Linked DNA regions of Mus musculus: region 2 is linked to region 1. The links are chromatin contacts, called in public HiChIP or PLAC-seq maps. All regions are on one chromosome and are shown on one strand. Each heading gives the region's core, a stretch centred on a gene start, on an enhancer-like site or on the middle of the called end of the contact. The rest is flanking DNA. Distances are from core to core; before and after follow the strand shown. Region 1 holds the start of Mapkbp1 (mitogen-activated protein kinase binding protein 1). Region 2 holds the start of Ubr1 (ubiquitin protein ligase E3 component n-recognin 1).

Evidence for each region. HiChIP or PLAC-seq counts read pairs in DNA pulled down with a chosen protein or histone mark.
Region 2: an H3K27ac HiChIP or PLAC-seq map of embryonic stem cells shows a contact between it and region 1, with 3 times the contacts expected there. The contact joins the promoter of Ubr1 here to the promoter of Mapkbp1 in region 1. A contact is called at or near these places in 3 of 115 datasets of contacts at active chromatin or transcription factors (astrocytes, embryonic stem cells and pancreatic cancer cells).

What each region holds. Positions count from the first base shown.
Region 1 is chr2:119,970,376-119,976,646 of GRCm38.p6, forward strand. It overlaps Mapkbp1 (mitogen-activated protein kinase binding protein 1), which reads left to right and starts at 2,324. Exons shown (of 30, transcript NM_011941.3): 1 at 2,324-2,793. The coding sequence starts at 2,677.
Region 2 is chr2:120,968,095-120,974,365 of GRCm38.p6, forward strand. It overlaps Ubr1 (ubiquitin protein ligase E3 component n-recognin 1), which reads right to left and starts at 2,621. Exons shown (of 47, transcript NM_009461.2): 1 at 2,428-2,621. The coding sequence starts at 2,508.

The DNA of each region.
Region 1 (6,271 bases), core at 1,074-3,573:
CTCTTCACATTGCACTTGGACACGTTTTGAGGAATCTATGAAGCACAACACTATTCCCATACTAGCATCTTTTTTTTTTTTTTTGACCTTAGCTTGAAAACACCCAATTTCAAGAGTTTTGTTCCCTCATTAAACTTTCTCAACTTCAATGAGTCTCACCTTTAGATATGGAAAGCAAGTGCTTAGAGTTGCCTGTGCAGATCAGACCAGATGAAAATATTTCAGGAATGAAGGTGTCTTTAAGGAGCTAAGCCATAATAGCTTTGGGCGAGAAAGGACGGACACTTTGCAAACCCATAAAAGTGAAACAGATTGCCCAAAGAAAATATGATAAACCCGGTCAGAGAAGAGCAGGACCTGTAGTACACAAATTAAAACACCAGGTGGTGGCATTTGTTAGCAATGTACAGCAGCTTTGTGAGTAGGTCAAATCGCAGATGATTAATGGTGCCGAGTTAATATAGTTAGAGGTGATCATTCTTGTCTTCGGGTCTAGGCGGTAAAATTGGAAGTACCATTTTAGTTTCCTAAAATCTATAATGTGTGGCTTTAGGCGTCCAGTTGCTGTTGACATTTGTATCCAATACGTAGCTATATAGTACACAGGTACCTTCCTGTTTGAACACAGATTGTGCAAGTACCACTAAACTTTTTTGTTTGTTTTTTGTTTTTTCGAGACAGGGTTTCTCTGTATATCCCTGGCTGTCCTGGAACTCACTTTGTAGACCAGGCTGGCCTCGAACTCAGAAATCCGCCTGCCTCTGCCTCCCAAGAGCTGGGATTAAAGGCATGTCCCACCACCGCCCGGCCACTAAACCATTTTTTAAGGATCCTTCCCTCTAACTACCATTTTCCTCAGCAGTTCCTACGGTCTGGAATGGGGGACATGTCAGTGTACTGTTCTAGTTGGGTACAGGCCTTTTGGCTTAAGCTAGCCTTTTCAGAAGGCAGTTTTATTTTATTTAAAGAAATTATGTGTTTGGGTGTTTTGCTTGGTGCCTATGATGGAGGCCAAAAGAGGGAGACAAATCCCTGGGAACTGTTGTGATATGCCATAAGGGTGCTGGTAAATTAAACCTGAGTCTTATGAAAAGAAGCCAGCGCTCTTAATCACCAATCCATCTGTCCAGCGCTCCCCAACCCCCAAGGTAATTTCTTGAAGTAGTAGCTAGATGAAAAATTCTAGCCAACTTACAAATCTATGAAGCATGAGTATGTGGTATTTCCCCTATCTCCATGAGCTAGAACAAAACAAAACAAACAAAACCTGATAGCAGCAAACTTTGACATCGGTGTCAGCCCTAGGGGTGTTTGCAATTTTTGAAAAGACAGAAAAGATCTGGAGTAGCAAAAATACTGTTAATGCTGTTAACAGTATTTCTTGTTAAATGCTATAAGGACGTTGGCAGCTAAGGAAATGATGGATTATATCATGGGTGCCTTTTCAGTTCACAACCTACCCTAAGGCTCTATTTTGAGGCTTGAGTCTTCCATCACTGATAGATTAAGTTCAAAAGTGTGTAAATTGAGTTACTCTGCGTGAGTCATTGTGTTAGGCTGGCCGGAATCAGAAACGATTCCAACTGCGTTAAATCCCAGCACTTGGAATGGAAAGGAGTTCTTTTGGCAGCATCCCAAACCCCCCCCCTCCTTTTTTTTTTTTTTTTTTTTTTTTTTTATGAGTTAGGAATTAAATTTCAGCCGTAATCTCCTAGGCCCACCAAATATCAATCTTAGGCCTGGAGGCGTGGTTATCAAAGTTCTCTAAGAGGACCATGCCTGATAATACCGTAAAAGGCCAGGTTCTCTCAATTCTAAAGCAATATTACATTGACCTTCCTTTAGGAGCGGTACCCACAATTATACTGTGCAGAATCCGAGACCTCTGCGTTCTTGGTTCATTCCTTGGTTCCGCCCCCATAGGCATCAGTCGTCCAATCGGGAACCAATCTGCCACAGACCGCACCCCCTTTACTAGGCCCCGCCCTCCCAGCGCAGCTCGGCCCAGGCTCTAGTTCGCGTTTTGAGCCGCTGGTGCCACCATAGCTACTGCTGCGGCTGCGGCAGCAGAGCTGAAGCCGTCGATCGCGATGCCGGAGGGCGCTGTGAGCTGGGCCCCAGCGAACGGGGGCGCTGACGAGTAGTAGGGTTTCTGAAGTAGGCAGTGGGTGTGGGGGGCTAAAACGGAGCTCCCAAGACTCGGGTGCGGGAGGGAGCTTCTCGCATCGGCTCGGGCCAGCGTGAGCCCGGCGGCCAGCTCGGTGCTTCGGCCCCTTGCCCAGTGGCTTCGGAGGCCTCCTCCCTTGGACACCTCAGTTACCATGGGAACACTTGGGCTGTAACCGGCGCCCGACTGGTCACTAGTTCATCCGATTCTTCAGTTAAACGCCTCTGGCAGGTGTGGGCCTGACATTTCTTCACTCCAGGGGTCGTCCTCCCCTTGTAAAAAAAAATCTAGCAGGCTAGGGTGGGGATGGGGAGTGGGAAAGCGCAGGGCAATGCCCAGAGTAAGAGTTGGTGACAAGCAGAAGACACCTACTGTGATGATAAGGTTGCTTCTGCCATCTCAGGCCAGTGAAAGTGCATATCCGAAGGCTGTGTTGAACGAGAAGGCAGTACCGCTGTTGAGACAAGTCCAAAGGCTAGGCCAGGGACTGTCCTTAGGGGCTCCTCGTTATGATGGCTGGAGAAGGGTCAACCATTACTAGCCGTATCAAGAACTTGCTGAGGTCTCCATCCATCAAATTACGCAGAAGTAAAGCAGGAAACCGGAGAGAGGACCTCAGCTCCAAGGTGAGTCCTGTTGGGAGCCACCTCTTACCTACTCTGTCCTCTCCTGCACTTCGTTCCTTTTTTTTACCTTTCTCTTTCTTGAGGGGCAGGAAGGGGGTGGAAGAATGAAATTTCTCTGTTGGCTTTAAAAGATCATATACGCTTATCTTTGACGACCTGATTTGAAGTTGGAAGAACAGCAGGCGTGGGTGGGCATGCTGAGACGCAGCCATGGCTTGAAGAAGGGCATAGGAAGGCAAACTGGGTTTAACAGGGCCTCAGTTTAAACTAAGTGTGTGCTTGGGAAACAAGTTGACATTTTATGACTCAGTTTCTCTTCTTAGAAGAGTACAGTGAGATCACATATTCTGTAAAGGACCTAGCTGTGACTAATGTATTAGTGTAACAGTTGGGGTTATAATGCCAGACTGTACAACAGAAAGAATATACTAATACACTTCATCTAAGAGAGCAAAACAATTTTTTGACAAGCTTAGTGATGCATGCCTGTAATCCCAGCACTAGGGAGTCAGAGGCAAGTTCAGCCTGGTCTATATAACAATTTCCAGGGGGAGCCAGGGCTACATAGTGATACCCTGTCATGTTCAAAGATGTAGAAGATTGGGCTGGCAAGATTGGACTGGTAGAGACCTTTGCCAACAAGCCTGATCTGATTTTGATTCCTCGGACCCACATGGTGGAAGGAGTAAACCAACTCCTGGAAGTAGTTCTCTGATCTCCACATGTGCATGCACATATGCAGGGGAAGAAATAAATGTAAAATGGTTTATCTCTTTAAGATACTTAAGTTGCTGGGCTAGAGCGATGGCTCAGTGGTTAAGAGCATTGGCTGCTCTACCAGAGGTCCTGAGTTCAATTCCCAGCAACCACATGGTGGCTCACAACCATTTATAATGAGGTCTGATGCCCTCCCTCTTCTGGCATGCAGGTGTACATGCAGATAGAGCAATCATATCCATAATATAATATAAATAAAGATACTTAAGTTGCTTTAACTGGAACGTCTTGGTTTCTCGTGATAACATGAAGGAGCCACGTGTGTGTGCCAGAAAGGCAGCTCTCCTGGTCTGTCCTTGTGGCACTGCTCATTCTGAGCATTGTATGCCAGCATCCTTCTTCTGGGCAGACGTTCATCCATCTTCCATTCTTATACATGTCTGGGATTTGGTCCTTATACTTTTTTTTTTATTTGTTTGGTTTTGTTTCAAGGCAGGCTCTTGTTACACAGTCCTGGATGGGTTCGAACTATAAACTTGTGCCACAGCCTTCTGAGTGCTGGGATTGCTGGCATGCCCAGCTCATATTTTATTCAGTTTTGAGACTCATCACAATTTGGGGCATACAAAAGTAGAATACATTTATTTACAAGATTTCCCTTGAGGGAGTCTTGAGCATTGTTCCCACAGGATCAGATTAGGTTTTGTGTCTTCCTAGGAGCCCATAAACATAGTAACTCTGTGTGGCATAGGATTGCCAAGGGCACAGTCCTTAGAGACAGCAGCATATTGTTGCTCTACCTTAGCAGAGCAATAATTGGCTTTGGTGCCCCTTTCAAGGATTTTTTTTCCGAGACAGGGTTTCTCTGTGTAGCCCTGGCTGTCCTGCAACTCACTCTGTAGACCAGGCTGGCCTTGAACTCAGAAATCCACCTGCCTCTGCCTCCCGAGTGCTGGAATTAAAGTCGTGTGCCACCGCGCCTGGCAAGGATTCTTATTAATAATTGTTCCTATTCTCTAGAGACAGAAGAATGGGTACTCCAACTTAGAAACTCATAGATAAAACTTAAAAAAAAAACCTTTCACTTATCATTATCATTACATCATGATGTGTGGATGCATGCAGCCACACATGTGCCGTGGTGTTGTGGAAGTAAACATGGAAAGCATTTTTGCCTACCAAGCCATCTTGCTGTCCCTAACGATATAGCTCCAGCTGCCCTACAACACCTGACTGTGTCTCTCTCTCCTCAGCATATCCTGCTGTCGTGCCCCACCATAACAGGCACCTTTCTGACTCGTGGCAGTGCTATTAGACCAAGTTTCTCTTCTCTTTTGGCTCTTTTTCTGGCCAGGACTAGTAAACATAATAGGGTATATTATGGGAGTTCAGCTTGTGGTATGAGTACTTACCATGAGTGCTCTAGAATCTGGAAGATGCCAAGGCCATCCTTAAAGACTGGCACATCTGTCATCATTAATGTGTTCTACAAGTTGAGTGCCTATAGGGTGACCAACAGTGAAGAATACATTATCCTTGCCACCAAGGAGCTTGTAGCTAATTAGACATGTGAACAAGTAATGACGACCAGATTTGGTAAGTGCTGCCGTAGAAATATGCACTGAGTTACTAATGGGATTACGGGGGGAAAGAAATTAGGAAAGACTTCACAGAAGAAGGATATTTGAACTGAGTCCCGAGGTAAGAGAGGGTCACTCTAGGAAAACAGTAAAGGAAGACATCTCTGGCATCACCATTAAACATTCTCGTTCCAAGTAGGAGATCGGTGCTGCCCTTTTACTTGAGTCAGAAGTGTCTCTGTGCACCTGCCTTTAAACATATTTTTTTGTGTGTGTGGTTTTTCGAGACAGGGTTTCTCTGTATAGCCCTGGCTGTCCTGGAACTCACTTTGTAGACCAGGCTGGCCTCGAACTCAGAAATTCGCCTGCCTCTGCCTCCAAAGTGCTGGGATTAAAGGCGTGCACCACCACACCCAGCTAAACATATATTTTTTTAAAGATCTATTTATTTAATTTATATGAATACACTGTAGCTGTCTTCGGACACACCAGAAGAGGGCATCAGATCCCATTACAGGTGGTTGTGAGCCACCATGTGGTTGTTGGGAATTAAACTCAGGACCTCTGGAAGAGCCGTTGATGCTCTTAACCACTGAGCCATCTCTCCAGCCCCATTTTCAGTTTTTTTAAAGATTTATTTATTTGTGTATTTTATATAATATAGGCACTTTGAGTGTATATCTGCATACCAGAAGACATCATCTGAAGTTGTGAGTTGCCATGGGAGTGCTGGGAATTGAACTCAGAACCTTGAGAAGAGCAGTGAGAGAGTGCTCTTAACCACTGAGCCATTTCTCCAGCCCCTGTGTCTTCATGTTCTTTACCCCTTTCACAGCGCACTGTGAGGACACTGTAACTAGACAGTGAGTGGGAAAGGAGTACAGGGTTGAGATAGAGGTGTCAGTGCAGATGAATGCGGACGTGCAGAAGAATAAGAGCTGATCAGGAAGAGCTCTGAGCTCTTGAAAAATCAGAACCAGGATTAATGAAATAGAGAGAGCACTGCTTATTCCAGGCTTTTTACTCAGGAGGGAGCCATTGAAACATGGTTAAATATGGTTTGAAGCCAAGATGAGAGCCAGCAATAAAGGGGGGGGGGGTTAATGACTATAGGGAAATTAGATAAGCAATGAGATTTTATCAAGCCTTTTCACAGGAAAGGGGGTTTCTATATAGAGTAA
Region 2 (6,271 bases), core at 1,371-3,870, 1.0 Mb after region 1:
TTTATCTTGGTAAATCTTAAGCAATATCTTGTACAAATGTCCAATAACTCTCAATTATTATTTCATTTTATTTTTGCTTTTTCCGATCATTCTATTTTTTTTTTAATTATTACTATTATTGTGTGGGGGCAGATATGTACATGTGCCACAGCATGAATGTGGAAGTCAAAGTGCATATTTGTAGAGTTGGTTATCTCCTTCCACATCTTCATTGGTTCTAATGATCAAATCAAGGTACCAAGCTTATGCAGGAAGCAGCTCTGAGCCATCTTGCTAGCCCTATCATTTCATGCTGCTTACTTGTTAAGTGACTTTAGACCTTGCTGAAAGGTTACTAAAACAACCTTGTATCTTTAAAAAAGGCAATTTAGTTTAAAGAAATCAGCAACTGTAACTAGAAAAGCACTCTAATGAGAACAAAGCCTTTACTAGATCTTGTAGCTGTCCTATATTTGTTATTTTGTTTCCACAAGACCCAACAGAGATTTGAGATACAAATTAAGCAAACAGTGGTGGGGTGCTGAAGACTCAAACTGAGCAATCTTGGCTTAACCACAAGAGTTTTAAATAGGGAGAATGAAATGGGAAAGGGCAGATGGAAAAACTACAGGAAGTAGGATGAACTCTGGGGTCAAGCAAAAAGGGCTCAAGCCAAAAAATAAAGGCTTCACGGTCATCGGTCTGTATCCACTTACACCACCCTATCTTGAATCTAAGTTCTTCATCTTTTATATTATCTATAGGCTGAATTCCCTGAGGCTACATGACACCACTCCTTGCTTCTCTGTAAAGTTTAAAAAGCCTTGCCCAAAGAAATATATTATTCTTTGAAGACATGTTTGTTACAGATTCCTGCTCAATTTCTATACCATTTTTCCAATTCCAAAGTAATGGATGTTTTATGGTTTTATTAATGGGGTTTTACAGTGCTAGTGGGAAAGAATTAACATAGCAACGATTTAAATAAACATTACTCATCTTTGGCAATAGGAAACTACAACTATTCTGACTATAACGCACTAGATTACAAACAAACAAAAAAAGCACATGATTCTATCTATGAATCTTTTTTTCTATTTTTGTTTTTAGATGGAGTTTCACAGTCTAGTCCGGGGTTTGCCTGGAACTCCTGAAAGTAAATGATCTCTCTATCTTAACCTATAGCTCAGAAGAAGAGCCCTTGCCTAGCATGCATAAGGCCTGGAGTTTTCTCCCTAGCACTAAAAAAACCAAAACCAAAACCAACCAAACAAACAAACAAACAAACAAACCAGTTTATCTACTTGGAAACATTTTCTAGCTGTTTTCATCTAAGCTACATTACCAGTGGTGAAGTGAGTTTCAACTGCTTTTTGGGATGGAGGAGGAAGACTGCCAAGTGCTGATCTAGTGCATATAGTCTTATTCCAACTCTGTCCCTGATGGTTTTTTATCTTACAGACATTCTCTCTAGTCTCCGTGGTTGACTTATTTCTGAGTCATTCTCTTGTCTCATAAAATAATGTTCTAGAGTCTGCTGGGGTAAAGTAAGCCAAGAATGAGTTTATTAAAACTACAAACAACTTCACTAACAGGTATGTGTATATACAATGGGTTTGCGTGGGTGCGGGTATGTTTCCCACACTTTTCCATATGCAGCTATAGACAAACTGATAAAACATGTTGTGATCAATAGTGAGTACTTCCTAAGGACCTCCCTCCCTTCTAGTTATCTGAAGGGACCACATCAGAACATTTGTGAACATTACCCCACCTTTCAGCCTACTCTGTTCGTATTCTCCACGCAGCCAGACTGTTGACTCAATTTTATTCTACCTCTCCTTTCTCAGCCCTTCAAAAATCTAATAGCCAAGTATAGATTCCAGTATTCTCTCGTTTGAAATGTCCCTTCTCATATATAAAAGGCATGACAAATGACAAATTTCCCTCACTGGGGGCCAGATCGAAGGTTCTCAAGACGCTGCAATAATGGATATCTGGCCATGCCTTGCCAGCCGCAACACTCACTGCCACTATCAAGTCCACCCGACAATGCTATATCACACCAGGTGCTGGTCCGGGTCCCGATGCCTATCAACAAGAGGGGTCAGCAATGCGTCTACCGAAAAATGGCCTTCTCCAACCTCATCTCAGCTCCTACATCAAACCCACCTAAATGTGCACGAGTTCTTTCTACTTCAAAATAGAGACATGCGTGTCTGAGCACGTTGAGACTTAATAGATGACAGTCATTAAACTCCGTAGACCTGGCTGGCAGGAATGTGTGTAGGAGACGACTAACTTTATCGGGGGAGGGAGGGTCGATCCTTCAATCCTAGGACTCCCCTTCCCCAGTGCCGCCATAGAAAGCGGAGCCCCAAACCCTCCCAGGCGCGGTGGGAAGCTGTTGGTGGAGAGGACAAAAGGCGCTAGCAGATGAAGACTCACCGATGCCGGCCGCTGCGGGGCCAGGGGAGGCTCCGGGCTGACGTCCATCCTCTCGGCGCCGTCCATCTCTTCGTCCGCCATCTTAAGGGAAACGAACGCCCGCAGTTCCCGACCCCCGGCCGCCAGCTAGCGGAAACCTGTGGCCGGCCCGACGCGACAGGGACGACACTTTTACGACGGCCCCTGAAGTCAGGTTTGTCGCAGCACCCGGAGCGGCTTCCGGTCGGCTTCCCGGAAGCAGGCTGCCGACCTGCCAAGCCGGAGGTTTCCGCCCCTGATGGTTAGTTAGCCCTGCTCCACCAGGGCTGATCCCCGAGGGAAGACCTCACAGCTTTGTCGCCATCCCTTAACCCCGGGGCAGGGGTGGTGAGATGACAAAACCGAGAAACCTAGTCCATCCGTCGGTAAGGGAAGACAAACTGAATACATCCCCGTTATGGAATACCCCATGAAAAGAACAAGGTAGATGTACGGAAACATCGAGGGGAAACTGTTGCCACAGACTACAAATTCCTGCATTTGTGCATCTATGCATAGTGCGAAGGAATAGCTCTGAACCAAGAGAAAACACCCAAGGCCAAGACCAGGGTTGGAGGACAAAGGTGATAAAGAGCTAATTTAGTGTCCTCTGTTTTTGTTTTTGTTTTTTGTTTAGTTTGGTTTAGTTTTTACGAAACGAATAATAGCCTCCAATACCACGCATTCCTCCTACCTCTGCATTCCAAGTGACAGATGTCAGCCACCTGGTCCCTTTTTAAATTTATATATATACTTTAGCGACTTGTGTCTGTGTCTCTCTCTCTCTCTCTCTGTGTGTGTGTGTGTGTGTGTGTGTGTGTGTGTGTGTGTGTGTGGATCATGTTTAGAGATCAAAGGACAATTTGAGGGGATTGGTTTTCTACCATCTCACCTGCCATGGAAGTGGGTTTTGTTTTGTTTTTGTTTTTGTTTTGTTTTGTTTTTTTGTTTTTGTTTTTGAGACAGGGTTTCTCTGTATAGTCCTGGCTGTCCTGGAACTCACTTTGTAGACCAGGCTGGCCTCGAACTCAGAAATCCGCCTGCCTCTGCCTCCCAAGTGCTGGGGTTAAAAAGGTGTGCGCCACCACCACCTGGCTTTTTTTTTTTTTTAGATCTGTAAGGTCAAATTTTCTTCACATACACCAACCAAAGCAACACATGACTGACTATAGATAGAGGCAGAACTAAAACACACCTACCCTTCTATTAAATTGGAACTTAAGAAATTTGGAAATTCTCACATTTTGGATAACATTTGTTTACCGAGTTAATTTTCATTTTAAATGCTGTTTATGCCTGGTGTAATGGCACCCACCTTTAAGCACTCCAGAACCAGAGGCAGGTGGATCTCTGAATTCAAGGCTAGCCTAGTCTACTCCAGAGCTATGTGGTGAGACCCCATCTCAAAAAGAGAAAAAGAAAGGAAAAATGTTTAAGATGTTATATTGTTTACATGCCTGTAAGCCGGCATGGGTGACTTACAGCTGTAACGTCAGCTAGCATTTGAGAATATGAGGGTTCTTCCAAGTTGGAGGCAGCAGAACTATATAGTTCCAGATCAGTCTAGCTGCCGGTGAGGTCCTGTCCCAAAACAACAAAAAGCAGAACATGTTGGGTTACATGAAGCCCTGCATAGAAACTTTTAAGCTAGTTAAAAGTTTTCTCCATCTTAAATTGTTATTAGTAAATATTGATAGGAACCATTTGTACAAAAGATTCTTGGGGAGGGGCAATAATTTTAAGGAGTTTAAAGTGATCCTGAGAAAATAAAGTTTGAGAAACGCTGTTGTTGTTTTGTTCTTTCTATCTTGAGAAGACACATTGTTGGGTGAAAAATCAAGTGACTGTTTTTTGAGGGGAGAGCATGAGGCATAAGGCTGAGCTTGTGACTCATTGTAAAGGGCTTATCACACACACACACACACACACACACACACACACACACACACACACACAAACCAATAATAATAAACGCACCTGTAGGGCGCTCGCAAGATGGCTCAGTGGTTAAGAGCACCGATTGCTCTTCCGAAGGTCCCGAGTTCAAATCCCAGCAACCATATGGTGGCTCACAACCATCCGTAACAAAATCTGATGCCTTCTTCTGGAAGATCTGAGGACAGCTACAGGGTACTTACATATAGTAAATAAATAAATCTTTAAAAAAAAAGAAAAACAAAACAAACAAACAAAAAGATTGTATTTTAAAAAAAATAAATGCACCTGTAGACTAGGATTATAGTTCAAAGGTAGAGAGATTGTGACTAGCATGCACATTATCCTGGTCTTAATCCTCAGTGGTTAAAAAAATAAAGCAGCTATTTTTATATTAAACATGTTTAATGAAGAATGCTAATCATTAAAATCTTATTCTTGTGGTAATGAGAAAATTTTAACGACCAATGCTAGTCACGGTCTTAGGTTTACTGTCACTGTGATGCAACACCATGACCTAAACAGCTTCGGGAGGAAAGGGCTTGGTTTACACTTCCACATCACTGTTCATTAGCCAAGGAAGTCAGCGCAGGAACTCAAACAGGACAGGAACCTGAAGGTAGGAGCTGGTGCACAGGCCATGGAGGGGCGCTGCTTGCTTACTATGGCTTGTTCATTGTGACTTGTTCAGCCAGCTTTCCTATAGAACCAGAACCACCAGCCCAGGGGTGGCCCCGCCCACAATGGGCTGGGCCCTGCTCCATCAATCACTAATTAAGAAAATACCCTATGGGAGGGACCAGGTAGAGGGAAGAGCAACGATCTGGATGTAAAGTGAGTAAATAAATAAATAGGAAAAAGAAAAGGAAATGACCTATGTGCTTACAGCCCAGTCTTGTAGAGGCATTTTTCTCAATTGAGGTTCCCTCTTCTCTGCCGACTATAGGTTTTGTCAAGTTGACACAAAACTAGCCAGCACCATCACTAAGATATTTTAAATTTTGTCTCCAGACTCATACAGAAACGCCCACAGCTCGAACCTGCCGCTTTGCTCTTCCGAAGCCATCACGTGTTCACCTGCAACCTTACTCCTAGGTTATTTGGCGGGAATCGGCCCCTCCCCCTCCTTCATAACGGAGTGTCGGAATAGTAAAATTGAACCTTGAGCAGAGCCTTGTCTTGGTTCCGTCTTTATCTCGCGCCGCCTAGTCCCTCTTCTCTTCCAGGTTTCCAAAATGCCTTTCCAGGCTAGAACCCAGACCTGTGATCTGCTGGCCAGACACAACATAAATGTCTATTTTTTATTTTTAATTTTGTTTATATTTTGTGTGTATGGGTATCTTGCCTCTATGTATGTCTTTGTACCACTTGTGTACAGTACCCAAAAGCCCAGAAGAGAGGAATGGATTCCCTGAAACTGGTCCTGGGAATTGAAGCCAAGTCCTCTGGAAGAGTAGTGAATGCTCTTAACTGCTGAGCCATGTCTCTAGCCCAGAGAAAGGATATTTTTAAAGGATCTGCCCATCTTTTAAGGAAAGCATTTTTAATATCTTCCTGTTTTCCTAACCAGATGTGATTGGACCCTTCCTTCCTGTTGGAGGACTAATTTAATAATAATTAAATAATAGAGGCTATATACTTCTAGAAGCAAATTTGTTCATTGGGATTCAGTACATTTTATTTTTGCTACTTGGTTTTAAATTTAGGAGCATTAAACTTACTGGACTTCCTCATCTATAAAACAGATGCCTATATAAAGTTTGTAAAGATGAATGAGGCACTACCAAAAGCCCAGAATGCCTGGTTTCCAATAGTACAGTGTTTGGTAATAGCTAAGTGAACTCCCTTCTCACCCCATGGTTTTCTTCTATACAAAAGCACTTTCATTTAG